Linked DNA regions of Mus musculus: regions 1, 3 and 4 are each linked to region 2. A link is a contact called in public HiChIP or PLAC-seq data. All regions are on one chromosome and are shown on one strand. Each heading gives the region's core, a stretch centred on a gene start, on an enhancer-like site or on the middle of the called end of the contact. The rest is flanking DNA. Distances are from core to core; before and after follow the strand shown.

What was found. HiChIP or PLAC-seq counts read pairs in DNA pulled down with a chosen protein or histone mark.
Region 1: a contact with region 2 is called in an H3K4me3 HiChIP or PLAC-seq map of bone marrow-derived macrophages, with 4 times the contacts expected there. The contact joins the enhancer-like site here to the promoter of Atpif1 in region 2. A contact is called at or near these places in 5 of 39 promoter capture datasets (the C10 cell line, the HPC-7 cell line, cranial neural crest and 2 more), 1 of 15 datasets of contacts at CTCF or cohesin (large pre-B cells), 13 of 484 Hi-C or Micro-C datasets (the 3T3-L1 cell line, the C10 cell line, the CH12 cell line and 8 more), 8 of 115 datasets of contacts at active chromatin or transcription factors (the 230-238 cell line, the HPC-7 cell line, the SCID.adh cell line and 4 more) and 4 of 9 other capture datasets (adipose tissue, embryonic stem cells, liver and 1 more).
Region 3: an H3K4me3 HiChIP or PLAC-seq map of embryonic stem cells shows a contact between it and region 2, with 13 read pairs. The contact joins the enhancer-like site here to the promoter of Atpif1 in region 2. A contact is called at or near these places in 1 of 484 Hi-C or Micro-C datasets (bone marrow-derived macrophages), 10 of 115 datasets of contacts at active chromatin or transcription factors (bone marrow-derived macrophages, craniofacial prominence, embryonic limb bud and 5 more) and 3 of 9 other capture datasets (adipose tissue, liver and pancreatic islet).
Region 4: a contact with region 2 is called in an H3K4me3 HiChIP or PLAC-seq map of embryonic stem cells, with 22 read pairs. The contact joins the promoter of Snhg12 here to the promoter of Atpif1 in region 2. A contact is called at or near these places in 7 of 39 promoter capture datasets (the C10 cell line, the HPC-7 cell line, cranial neural crest and 3 more), 4 of 484 Hi-C or Micro-C datasets (B cells, CD8 T cells, embryonic stem cells and 1 more), 21 of 115 datasets of contacts at active chromatin or transcription factors (the 230-238 cell line, the SCID.adh cell line, bone marrow-derived macrophages and 12 more) and 2 of 9 other capture datasets (adipose tissue and liver).

What each region holds. Positions count from the first base shown.
Region 1 is chr4:132,688,458-132,691,471 of GRCm38.p6, forward strand. Eya3 (EYA transcriptional coactivator and phosphatase 3) reads left to right here. Exons shown (of 17, transcript NM_210071.2): 7 at 1,248-1,333. Among named protein-coding and RNA genes, the nearest start is that of Xkr8, 43 kb to the right of the region's middle. Within about 2 kb of position 1,389, at least 3 of the 459 cell types and tissues checked have an H3K27ac peak or open chromatin away from gene starts, as enhancers often do. A contact at or near this core is called in bone marrow-derived macrophages, where this site is marked.
Region 2 is chr4:132,533,746-132,536,782 of GRCm38.p6, forward strand. Atpif1 (ATPase inhibitory factor 1) reads right to left here and starts at 1,669. Exons shown (of 4, transcript NM_007512.4): 1 at 994-1,669; 2 at 1-190. Dnajc8 (DnaJ heat shock protein family (Hsp40) member C8) reads left to right here and starts at 1,814. Exons shown (of 9, transcript NM_172400.3): 1 at 1,814-1,918. The coding sequence starts at 1,841.
Region 3 is chr4:132,386,143-132,389,273 of GRCm38.p6, forward strand. Phactr4 (phosphatase and actin regulator 4) reads right to left here. Exons shown (of 13, transcript NM_001161797.1): 3 at 750-923. Among named protein-coding and RNA genes, the nearest start is that of Snhg3, 34 kb to the left of the region's middle. Within about 2 kb of position 1,674, at least 16 of the 459 cell types and tissues checked have an H3K27ac peak or open chromatin away from gene starts, as enhancers often do. A contact at or near this core is called in embryonic stem cells, where this site is marked.
Region 4 is chr4:132,307,282-132,310,459 of GRCm38.p6, forward strand. Snhg12 (small nucleolar RNA host gene 12) reads left to right here and starts at 1,397. Exons shown (of 5, transcript NR_029468.1): 1 at 1,397-1,626; 2 at 2,557-2,622; 3 at 2,870-2,934; 4 at 3,170-3,178. Snora16a (small nucleolar RNA, H/ACA box 16A) reads left to right here and starts at 2,184; the gene lies at 2,184-2,319. It overlaps Snora44 (small nucleolar RNA, H/ACA box 44), which reads left to right and starts at 2,672; the gene lies at 2,672-2,788. It overlaps Snora61 (small nucleolar RNA, H/ACA box 61), which reads left to right and starts at 3,026; the gene lies at 3,026-3,087.

The DNA.
Region 1 (3,014 bases), core at 139-2,638, 150 kb after region 2:
AACTTTGTGCTGCTCAATTTGGTCCTTCTGGTGGGTGGCTGCAGCAGGAACCGTGTTTCCCTGCTTGTCGTGAGAGAGAAGAGTTCAGAACTGATGCCTGGCAACACTGACTACTACCCTGTCACCTGAGCAAAGCCATGTGCTATTTCCTAATCACTGAAGTTTGAGCTTAGAACCTGATAGATTCTGTTTTTACAAAAATATGTAAAATTTAAAGACATTCTAAGTAGTTATTTGATAGAATACATTTTTACCTGACCAGATGAGATTTTTTAATCTTCTGAGTCTTTGAGGGTTTATTGATAAAGTTTCTAAATAACAAATCATAGTGGTGTTAAAATTTTTTATTACATTTGTGTGTGTGTGTACGAACACCGCAATACACGTGTGAAGGTCAGAGGACAGCTCGAAGTCAGAGCTCTCCTTCCACTATGTGGACCCCAGGCCTCTCTGCCTCAGGTTCTCAGGTTAGCACCAGGCAGCATTACCTGCTAAGCCATCCTGCTGGTCCTCATAGTGCTTTCTGACCCACACTAATAACCCATTATTTGAATATAGCCGTTGTAAGCATTTTAGAGGTGGGGGAGTTAGCTTTATTTCTCAATGTAAGTATGTCCCTCAGCAGAGACATAATTCGGGGCAAATGGCCATAAACAATACCACAACATCGGACTCACCAGAGCTCTACAGACTGTCACGTCACGTGCAGGGGAGTCATTCTTCAGCTTCTAGAAAAGACTAGGATGATTTGACTTAGTGCTGACTTCACTGGTGTGGTGCGTCAGTGTGAGCTGTGATGCATCCGTCTAGGACTTCCCATAGACTCAAATTGAAGCAAATCCTCCAGGGTTTTGTTTGTAATCAAGCCCCACTGTGGTATTGCATGCAAAACAAGTGTTTGCTTTTTTAAAAAGTTGTTAATGGATTTTATGTATATGGTGTTTTGTTTCTTCTATGTCTGTGTATCATATGTATGCCTGGTACCACAGAGGCCAGAAGGAGGGCCTGGAGTTACATGCAGTTTTGAGTCATCATATGGGTGCTAGAACTTGAACCCAGGTTTTCTGGAAGAGCAGCCAGTACTCTTTAACAACTGAGCCATCTCTCCAGCTTCCAGCATTTGCCTCTTTACCCAGTATTCTTTGTCTCCTTGCCAATATGTTCAGTTAAAACGGGTTGTTTTCCATATCTTTAAGCCGTTTACATCTAATTACATTTAATATCTCTTAATCCTCTCAATCCTGTAGCTTCAAGCACAAATGCCAGCCTGATACCCACTTCATCTGCAATTGCCAATATTCCAGCAGCAGCTGTGGCCAGCATCTCAAACCAGGTACTGTGCCCCTTTGTTCATCTTCCTTGAGATGATTCACCCAACTTTCACTTCCTCTCTTCTTTCCATGGTCAGCTTGCCCATCAGGGGAACGACTAGGAATGGTGTAGACTCTTGAGCCCTGTTGCTGGATGCCCTCAGAACTCTGGCTGCTCTCCTGTTTCTCTGTTCCTTGCTAATCCTCCCAGGAGTATGGTTCTGTCTGAGGCATTATCTGTTAACCCCAGCCTTCCCCAATGCTCTCACTAGTGTGTGCACTCCAAAAAGGACCAGGATTTATTTTTCTATTTTTGATCAGTTTTATATTCCCAGAGCCTAACACCTCCCTGGCACTCACTCAGAAGGAACTCAGAACTATTGTGGCATGAGTAAATACTACCTCCACTCACCTGCTTACTATTGTTTGTAGTTTGGTTTGTTTTTCTTTCCATGTTTTTTGAAAGAGGATTTCTTTGTGTAGTCCTGGCAGTCCTGGAACTTGCTTTGTAGACCAGGCTGACTTTGAACTCAGAGAGGTTTTCATGCCTCTGTCTCCCAATTTCTAGGGTTAAAGGTGTACACCACTATCACCATGCCCGCTGTGATTTATTTGATCACTGTTATATGTGTGCTTAAAGATCACTATCAAGTCTTCAGTGTTTTAGAGTTTGTTTTGCTTTTAACACGCTCAGACTTTGTCTACAGCAACTTCTTTGACTGCTGTTGTCTCCATGGGCTGTGATTTCTGGCTACAGTTAATGTCCTCCTTGACTTCCTGTGCCTCACTGTCTCTCTGGTGCTGTGTTTATTCTTTAAGTCCACACGTACCTTGGGGCTCATAGGGGGCTGTTCTGTTTTGGGTGGGAGAGTTTTTTTTTTTTTTTTTTTTTGAAGCAGGACCTCACTCTGTACTCCTGGCTTCCTGGGATACGCCACAGACCAGGCTGCTCTCAACTTACATTCATCCTCCTGCCTGACTCCTGAGCTGAGTTCATGTGCGTTCACAGTGGCCCAGTGTTTCTCTTACGTTCCCAGCTGTATGCCGTGCAGCCCCATATAGGATCTCTCCTTTCACAGCCCTTGTTTTGATCTTCGAAGGATAGTGTCTTTAGTTTTTCACATTATAACTTACTCCTGAAGCAGGTGTCTTAGTCAGGGTTTCTATTCCTGCACAAACATCATGACCAAGATGCAAGTTGGGGAGGAAAGGGTTTATTCGGCTTACACTTCCATGCTGCTGTTTATCACCAAAGGAAGTCAGGACTGGAACTCAAACAGGTCAGGAAGCAGGAGCTGATACAGAGGCCATGGAGGGATGTTCTTTACTGGCTTGCTCAGCCTGCTCTCTTATAGAACCAAGACTACCAGCCCAGAGATGGTCCCACCCACAAGAGGCCTTTCCCCCTTGATCACTAATTGAGAAAATGCCTTACAGTTGGATCTCATGGAGGCATTTCCTCAACTGAAGCTCCTTTCTCTGTGATAACTCCAGCTGTGTCAAGTTGACACAAAACTAACCAGTACAGTTGACCCCTTGTCAACTTGACACACAAACACATCACTAGTAAGCCTCAACCCTTACATTCTTATTCATCCCCAAGATCTAAATAACTTTAAAAGTCCCACAGTCTTTACATATTCTTAAAATTTCAATTTCTTTAAAATATCCATCTCTTTTAAAATCCAAAGTCTTTTTACAATT
Region 2 (3,037 bases), core at 419-2,918:
GGCGGATTTATCCCTTAGTTAACAGTTAATAAACAAGGCTCTAACGCATCATGACCCAGGAGTCTACAGAGCGAAGTCAAAAGATGAATCTTGGCTTTTGGTCTCTTTAGAATGAGGCATTTCGTTCACTCCCACTGCACAATTTCCGTCCAAAGGTCGATTTTATTAAAAATGTACACGATGGCAAGCCCTATGGACATGAATAGATTGGGGAAACACAAAGTTTGTGGTAGCCATGCCTAGGATGCCGACAGCCTGGATATCGACCTCAAACCTCTGTTTATACATATGAAATCGTGTTTATCTCTTAAGAGGTGTTCTTGTTCTTTGGTTATATTGCCACTGCAGTGCCTTCTCTCACCTTAAATGTCACTTTCTCAGAGAAACCCTTCTTTGACCTTCCTAGTCATCCTGACAGCAATTTTTTTTTATCCTTGCTTCTGAGTTCTTTCTCACAGTTTACTTTGTGAAGCCATCAGAGCCTTAGTAGGTAGTGAATTAGTAATTTTGAACTGTATCAATGTGTCGGTGAATGGACCTAATAACTTGGTGACGGGCTACAAGGACACTGAAAAGAACATCAAGCGAACTGGTGGTACAAACCTGTAATCCCAGCACTCCTGAGGCACACAGGAAGAGCTTAATCTAGCTTAATCTAGCCTATTCGACAAAGGGAATTCTGGGCCAGCCAGGGCTTCATAACAAGATCCTGTTTTCAGAAACAAACGAATAAACACCCACACCCCCCCATACACTCCCCCCCCGCACCCCCCCCGCCCCCCACACATAGGGCTAGTGCTGGGCCCCAATGGTGAAAGGAGAGAACGGACTCTTGAAAGTTGTTCTCCCTGACCTCTCCATGTGCATTGTGACACTGTGCCCCCACTAATAAGTAAGTATAATTTTAAAAATTAAATAACAAACTCCAAGCACAGATCCTTATACATGCATGCTCATAATTGCTTCCATCCCATTTTCCGATTTTGTCCCTACCTCAATGAGATCTGTTGTAACTCGGGATGGCCTCAAACTCGCAGTGAAGAAGCCAATTTCTCATCTTTCCGTCTCCACCTCCCCAGAGTTGGGGTTACAGGCATATGTCCAGCTTCATAATACTATTTCACAGTGGTCCAAAGGTGAGAAGACCCCAAATGTTGAACTACTGAAGAGGTCAACAAATCATAGCATAGACATACCTTTGAGGAATTGGATGCCACCATAAAATGCAGTAAAAAAAAAAAAAATTTTTTTGACAGTTTTTTTTTCACAGGCCTGGCTGTCCTGAAACTTACTATAGAGACTAGGCTGGCCCCAAACTCAGAAGATCTGCCTACCTCTGCCTCTGGAGTACCAGGATAGGCTCCACTGGGATAAACTCTTAAAAAACTGGTACATGGTGGTTACCCAGGCCAGTTCCAGCACTCCAGGGAGTCATGTAGATCTCTGTGAGTTTGAGGTCAGCCTGGTCTACAGAGAGAATTCCAGGACAACCAAGGCTACACAGAGAAATCCTGGGTCAAAAAAACCAAAAAACTGTCACATGAAAAAAACCTAAATAAGAATTGTATAAGTAGATTCCATCCATGGGAAATGTCCAGAATAATAATAGGTATATCCAGAGACAACAGATTTCTTTCTGTCAGAGACTGGAGACAACCAGGGCAACACTATGAAACTTTATCCTTATTCTGAAAAACCAAAACTAAAACCGAAAAAAAAAAAAAAGAGGTCTCGGCCCCTTTAAGTTCAGCTGGCGGGCGGGGAGTCCGGGAAGGCGGGCTTGGGTGGTTACGTGAGGCTGCGCTTGCGCAGAACGGTCACGTGGTGGTTAGCCGGGAAAATGGCGGCTTCGGGAGAGAGTGGTGCTTCGGGTGGCGGAGGCAGCACAGAGGAGGCATTTATGACCTTCTACAGTGAGGTGAGCCCGGAGTAAGGATGGTGGCCTTAGGACGACCGTGCTCCGGCTTCGTCCGCCGCGGCTGGGGCCGGCGAGGCGCCTCCTGGGACCGTTGGCCCGCGCCGTCTGGCCTGGGGACTGCGGATCGGCTGCGGAGTGCATGCGCGACCGCCACTGTGGCTACTGAGGTCCCCGGAACGCGGCGGGGCGGCTGGGCCTGTGGACCCAGACCCGGAGAGGGGCCCGGCGAGCTGCTGGTCGCGCGGTGCAGCCTGCTGGCGGTGGAGTCTCCGGCTGGCGGAGGCCGAGCTGCGGCGCACCCACTTTTATTTGTAAACAGGAAGGAGGCCCTTGTCCCACTCCTCTGCCATGAATTGTGCGAGTGGCGATTTCTGCGGTCTTATCAGTGCTGAGCACTGTTCATCGGGACAAGAATGCGTATGTGAACCCTCCATCTTTAACATGACGAACCTCTTAAGAGGGTGCATACGTTCTTGGTGTCAGGTAGGACAGGAGTGAACTTGCTCTGAGCCTTGTTGACATTTGCATCGCCAGTGCCTAATGCGTGGTGGATGTTTCGCATATATCCGTTGATTAAATGAATGAATAAACTGAGTTAAAGTTAGCTATCTGGCGTCAGAGGCCCACATATTGCGTTCTCGCAAGGCAATTAGCCTAACTGCTGTTGAAATTTCAAGACATCAGTTCCCACACTGGCAAGTTAACATTGTAAGAGTTTTCACGACGATTAAAGGGTTTCGTGTATAAAAAAGCAGCTTGAAAATTATAAAGCAGTCGTTTTCGAATTAAGTACTTTCTGGTAGCCCAGGTTGGACCCTCTTGCTTCAGCCTCCAAAGTGCTGGGACCAGAGCCATTATCTCTTGTGCTTATAAGAATACTTGTAAGCCGGGCGATGGTGGTTCATGCCTTTAATTCAGCACTTGGGAGGCAGAGGCAGGCGGATTTCTGAGTTCAGGGCCAGGCTGGTCTATAGAATGAGTTCCAGGACAGCCAGGGCTACACAGAGAAACCCTGTCTCAAAAAACAAAAACAAAAAAAAAATTTTTTTTTTATGTTAGGAAATATTTTTTTCCTTCACATTGTTAGCATATTTTGCATTGCTCACAGTTGGAGAAATT
Region 3 (3,131 bases), core at 424-2,923, 150 kb before region 2:
CACACTGGGCACACGCATGACATGGGATGATTGTGGAGGTCAGTAAGCTCTGGCTCATCTCTTTGGCTGAGACAGGCTCTCGGTTGGTTGCTGCACACCAGCTGGCCCTTAGGCCTCTGGGGATTTTCTGTCCTATCTTTTCATCGCCCCACAGAAGCACTGCATTACAACAGTGTGTGTGCAGCTGGCTTTACGTGCGTCCTGCAGGTTCCAACTGAGGTCCTCGTGTTTCTATCAAGCACTTTACCTGCTTAGTCACCTCCTTAGCCCAAATGAGGAACTCTTAAAAATAGAAGCCTTGGGCTGGCGAGATGGCTCAGCGGTTAAGAGCACCGACTGCTCTCCCAAAGGTCCTGCGTTCAAATCCCAGCAACCACATGGTGGCTCACAACCATCCATAATGAGATCTGATGCCCTTTTCTGGTGTGTCTGAAGACAACAACAGTATACTTACATATAACAATAAATAAATATTTAAAAAAAATAGAAGCCTTGTTTAGTTGTTTGTTTGTTTGTTTGTTTGTTTAGAGACAAGATCTCCTGGTGCCCGGGTTGGCCTGAAACTCAATGTCTAACTAAAAAGGACCTTGAACTTCTGATCCTTTTATCTCTGCGCCTCCCCTCTGTGGGGTCAGCTGCAGAGCACAAGCACACCAGGTTCTCTGCAATCGGGGAAGAGCCCAGGGCTTTGCTCAAACTAGGTGGGCACCCCCCTCGCTCCTCAGAACATTTAAATCTTAGTACCTTACCTTCTGATGTCTCTTTGAACTTATCACTGCTTTTTTTTTTCCTCCATTTCCACGGCTTGAAGATCTTGCCTAACGCTGAGAACTTGCTTTTCCTTTTGGTGGGAGGTGTTGTGTCCCCTGCTTCCACACTGTCCATGCCCATGCCTGGGTCTCCAGAGGGCTGCTCTGCTTCTTCTGTTCATGGAGAGGAACGGGAAGGGACAGCCAATTTATTATCCTTATATAGCCTCTAAAAATGTCCCCTCTTCCTGTAGCAGTCGGAAAGAATCAGAGCAATGACAATCACGCAGACAGTCACACTCCGGACATTACATGGACAAAGGCCCAAACTCAAACTTAAATCACTAAAGAAGCCATTTAAGAGGAAAATTTAGGGAGATGCTAGAATCAAGCCGACATCATTAGCATACACAATACAGTATAAGCTCTGTATCACTGAAGCAAGGACTCCCTCCGGAGACTGAGGGGATCGCTGTTAAATATTACCCTCTCAGCAATTCCCACGATTCAAGTAACTCAGGGACAGGCAAGTCATCAAGTGTTCACACCTTGTGTCTGTGTATCACATTTTTCTCCCCACACACAAAGAGCGCTGCATAACTGTGGAAGATTGGGAGACGAGGTGGGGACAGGGCGTTAGAGAAGATGCCCTGACATGGAAGGAGTTGGAAGAGTGGAGGTGAGGTTCTACTGCCTGTCACAGTATTACTTAGGGACATCCTGATAGTAAGGATCTATAACATAGGTGACATGCTACACGTTCACGACTGAGGTCAAAGGTCTCGAGACCCTCATAATGACACATGTGCAGGGCTTAGTTAGCTTTGAAGGTAGAGCAGGAAGGCAGCAATAACAAAAATGCAGGAAGGCAGTACAATGCAGCCTGCGCCCCACCCACTGTCCCAGGGGCCTCAGGAGCCATCTAGGGGTAAGGAAAGGCTCTGTGGCCTACTCCTGGGGTTAAGGTGCTTGCTGCATCACAGAATCGCACTTCCCTTCCCACTAGCAGCAACAATGTTGGAGGCAGGAAAAGTCTGACACTTGTACTGAACACAATGATCTCCTTTTGACACTGTAGCTTTGTGTTACTGTTTTCTTTCAATTACATTTTTTTTTTTTTAAATTTAGCTTCTGTGCATCTGTGTGGGTGTGGAGGCAGGGGAGGAGCACACAGACAGAGCATCCGTGGAGGAGAGAGACGCAGCTCACTCCTCTGCTTCCACTGCATGGGCCCCAGGACTGAACCAGATCATCAAGAGTGGCTTCCAGCACCGTTACCTAGGAGGCATCTTGGGGCTGGTTTAGGTTTTTTGAGACAATGGATTGCTAGGTCTGGTCTTGAATGTGTGATCCTCCCGCCTTAACCTCTTAAGTGCTGGAATTACAGGTGTGTGCCTCCACATATGACTCCTGTAAATCTCCTGTTAGCACATCTACAGGCATTCCAGGAAATAATCAGAAAATGTTATTTGACTGAAGAAAGGAAAACTACACCTAAAGTTTTAATTGGACTGAAAATGTTAAAGAAAAGATCATAAAGAAAAGCAGCCAACATTTTAGCAGCACAGAGAAGCTCCTGCCTGAAAGCCTCTCAACAAAGTATCATCCGTCACTTAGCCTCTTCTGCTGCTTAAAAATCATAGCTAATCACTTCCTTTTCCGTTTTCCTTTATGTGAGGGAGGGTTTCTCTGTATGGCTCTGGGTGTCCTAGAACAGTCTCTGTAGACCAGGCTGGCCTCAAACTCAAATTTACAGAGATCCACTAACTGCGTTCCAAATTAAAATTTAATTTGATGCTTTTAAAACTTCATTATGAGCCGGGCGTGGTGGCGCATGCCTTTAAACCCAGCACTCGGGAGGCAGAGGCAGGCGGATTTCTGAGTTCGAGGCCAGCCTGGTCTACAAAGTGAGTTCCAGGACATCTAGGGCTATACAGAGAAACCCTGTCTCGAAACCCCCCCACTCAAAAAAAAACCAAAAAAACTTCATTATGTTGAACAATATATTTATATGTCATCTTTCTTTCAAGGATTCACAACGACAAGGAGTAGGGATGTACCTCAAGTTTCCAAAGCATGTATGTGGCTCTAGGTTTAAACCCAATTGAAACATGCACACACACTCGCACACACACACCCACACACATTCTCATTTTGCTTTGTATAAAGCAGGTCACTGAACATATCACTAAATACAGAAAGTGAAAAAGAAAGTGTTCTCTGTAAACCAAGCTGGCCTCAAACTCAGGGACCTGCCTGTCTCTGCCTCCCGAGTGCCCAGCAGGAACAGGGTCTCCTTTGCTTCTCTCTTCATAAGTATCTAATTTTGTCAAATGTTTTAGAAGAACAGAACCTTGATATTTTCCAATTCATTCATTCATA
Region 4 (3,178 bases), core at 147-2,646, 230 kb before region 2:
GTTGCTGGGAACTGAACTCAGGACCTTTGTAAGAGCAGTCAGTGCTCTTAACTGCTGAGCCATCTCTCCTGCCTGGAAACCTATTTTTTCAGGTGTATGTAGGAGCTAAGGGGAATAGCTTGGGAGCAGCATGTGGTAAGTCCAGTGACACCCTTCCTAACATTGGGGAAGGAAAGAAATTGGACCTGGAAGGATGCTTGTAATTCCAGCTACTTGAGAGGCTGAGGTCTGCCTGGACAAACTAGTGAGATGCTGTGTAAAATAAAAACAAAAAATAAAAAAAAAAAGAAAATGTTACCGGGTGTGGTGGTGCATGGCTTTAATCCCAGCACCCGGGAGGCAGAGGCAGGAGGATTTCTGAGTTTGAGGCCAGCCTGGCCTACAAAGTGAGTTCCAGGACAGCTAGAGCTCTACAGAGAAACCCTGTGTTGTAAAACCAAAACCAAACCAAAACAAAACAAAAAAAGAAAAGAAAATGTCACCTCTCTACTTTAAACTGTAGACGTGATACAACCTGCTAGCCATCCCCCCGGACCCCCGACCGTGACTTTCCTGTCATGAAGGACTGCAATCTGGAATTATAAGCCAAATAAACTATATTCCCCTATCAAAGAAAATAAAATAGAAAAAAAAAAAAAAAAGGTGGGCTGGAGAGATGGCTCAGCAGTTAAGAGCACTGGCTGCTTTTCCAAAGGTCCTGAGTTCAAATCCCAGCAACCACATGGTGGCTCATAACCACCTGTAATTGGATCTAATGCCCTCTTCTGGTGTGTCTGAAGACAGTGACAGTGTACTCATATATACATCAAATAAATAAATAAATCTTTGAAAAGAAAAGAAAAAAAGAAGAACAAAATTTTGGTTTTTTGAGACAGGGTTTCTCTGGGTAGCCCTGGCTGTCCTGGACCTCACTTTGTAGAACAGGCTGGCCTCGAACTCAGAAATCTGCCTGCCTCTGCCTCCCGAGTGTTGGGATTAAATGCGTGCGCCCCCACGCCTGGCTTCTGAGGGTCATTCTTTAAGAAGATCTGCCAGCATGCTGTTACCCTCTAGGCCATCCCGGGATGCTCCGGGGGAAAACTCCATTTTTTTTTTTCTTCTCTTTTTTTAATTTGCAAAATCTCTTTATTAAGCACATCCAAATGTGGAAAACCCTTTCTAAGATCGGTGTAATTCAAAGTCGCCCGGGAACTTAATCCATAGTGATGGCAGTTGGTCAGAGATTTGAGTTGAGCGCTCTGGCCTGGGTCGAAACCACTATCAGGGCCAGACAAGGAGCAGGAACCCGGCTTTGCTAAGAACTACATTTCCCAGAGGCGCCGTGCGTCAGGTGGATGACGCAGACTCAGTAGAGGGCGCGAGAGTATATAATCCTGGTGCAGGCCGTTCTCAGTCCTTTCTCGCTTCATCCGCGGTCCCTGTCTGTTTTCGTTATGGCGCCTTGTACTTCTACCCAACGTTGCCCGCCCCCCATCTTCCCAGCCCACCAGCTCCGTCCGCCTCTCCGGATGATTCGTGAGATACCGAGCCTGCCGGGAAGGGACCGGATTTTTCCGTCTGGTCCAAGGAAGCACGGGTTATGGCCACATGCGCAGTGATAACTCAGGGCCCCACGCCTTTTGACCCGTGAGTGTTGTAGGCTTGGGGGTGACGGGATCTGGTAAGAGCATTTGTGCCTTTACTGGATTACGTGCTTGGGTGCAGTAACCTTATTAGGATGACGCCAATGGAAGGGCCTGTGACCATTACCTCCGAGCGACCTTTTTGTGATTAACCTCGCTCCTATGTTGGGTGGAATTTGGGTCCTACCACGTGCTAGGCGATCGCTATGTCAACCATAGTATTAAAGCCTTAAAAAAAAAAAAGTCAGGATAATGGGCCCTACAGAGTTGGGCAAGGATTATACAACCTCGGCTTTCTCGCTTTCTGATTGCAAAAAGCCGCCATTTTATTCAGCTAAACCTGATGTCCACAGCGCGTTAAAAAGCGTTTGTAGGCGGTAGGGTCATTAATTTGAGACTGCTTTGGGTTATAGTCAGGAACCTATCCCAATGTCTAAAGCTTCACGTATTGAACTAGGAGCCATCGGAGCCCACAGGATTGCCTTTTCAGGCGTCTCTCTAGTAGGCAGTGGTGAGGCATGTGGCTTGTGGGTTTGAGGTCTAGCAATTGCTATCGCTGTCTGTGGCCCTTATCGAAGCTGCAGCAGCTTCTACATAGCTGCTGTGGTCAAAAAGGTGGCCCAGAGAAAGAATTTTCCTTGACGGTCGCAGTTCTGTTTCCTGTAACTGATCTGCAACATTGTGGAAAATGACAGCTTCACCTTACTATTTCTCTGGAGTATGTAGCAATCTTTAGGCTTTTATTCCTGGGGGGGGTGGGAGGGGATAGGAGGTAGACCGGTGAGTGAGCTCAATCTGATTTACAATTCAGGCCTGTATTGATCATCTATTGGTAAATAAACAATGCCTTGGTCACTGTCACAGTCCCTATAAGGTAATGACTGGGAATATGGAACAAGATTATTGTGGCTAATTCTGTTGCCATTCATCTTAGCTGTTGATGAAGATTGTGAGGAGGGAGACCAGAAGATAATGGACAACGATACAGCAGAAGGGTCTGGTAAGCTCCGTTTAGTTGCACTACCCGGGGAGACCTGAGGCATGTTTCCAAGGGCTGTGGCTGCCTGTAGCCATGGGATCTCCAACTGCATGCCAGAGTAATGGAGAGACTTTGACAGCTCAGGTCAGCACAGTGCCTGCAGCTGCCACTCATCTTTCCTATATATGTATATCAGGCCTCAAGTTGAGCGCCCTCTACCTGTGAGGCTATTGTTCTGTGGTATTTACAACAAATGTTTCTTCTGCAGGTTACACTTGAGCTTATTTCTTGGAAGAGTCTGAGAAGACGGCCTGTCAGGCTCCTAACACTAAGGTAATTGCTGGCTAAGACAGCCTGACCCTCCGGTTTCCCTTTCCCATCGGATCTTGACGCTGGTCTTGGTGGTCGTTAAGGAGGAAGAGCACCCTGAAGCTGGCCTCACAGCGATGCAGTCTGCTGTAGAGCAGCAGGCCAGACTCAGACATGCCTGGGCTTTGAAGTGGGAAAACTTGAGAACTGATCAGTATTGCTGAGTAATGGCTTACTTTCATGGTTTTTTTTTTTTAAGGGCCATGTA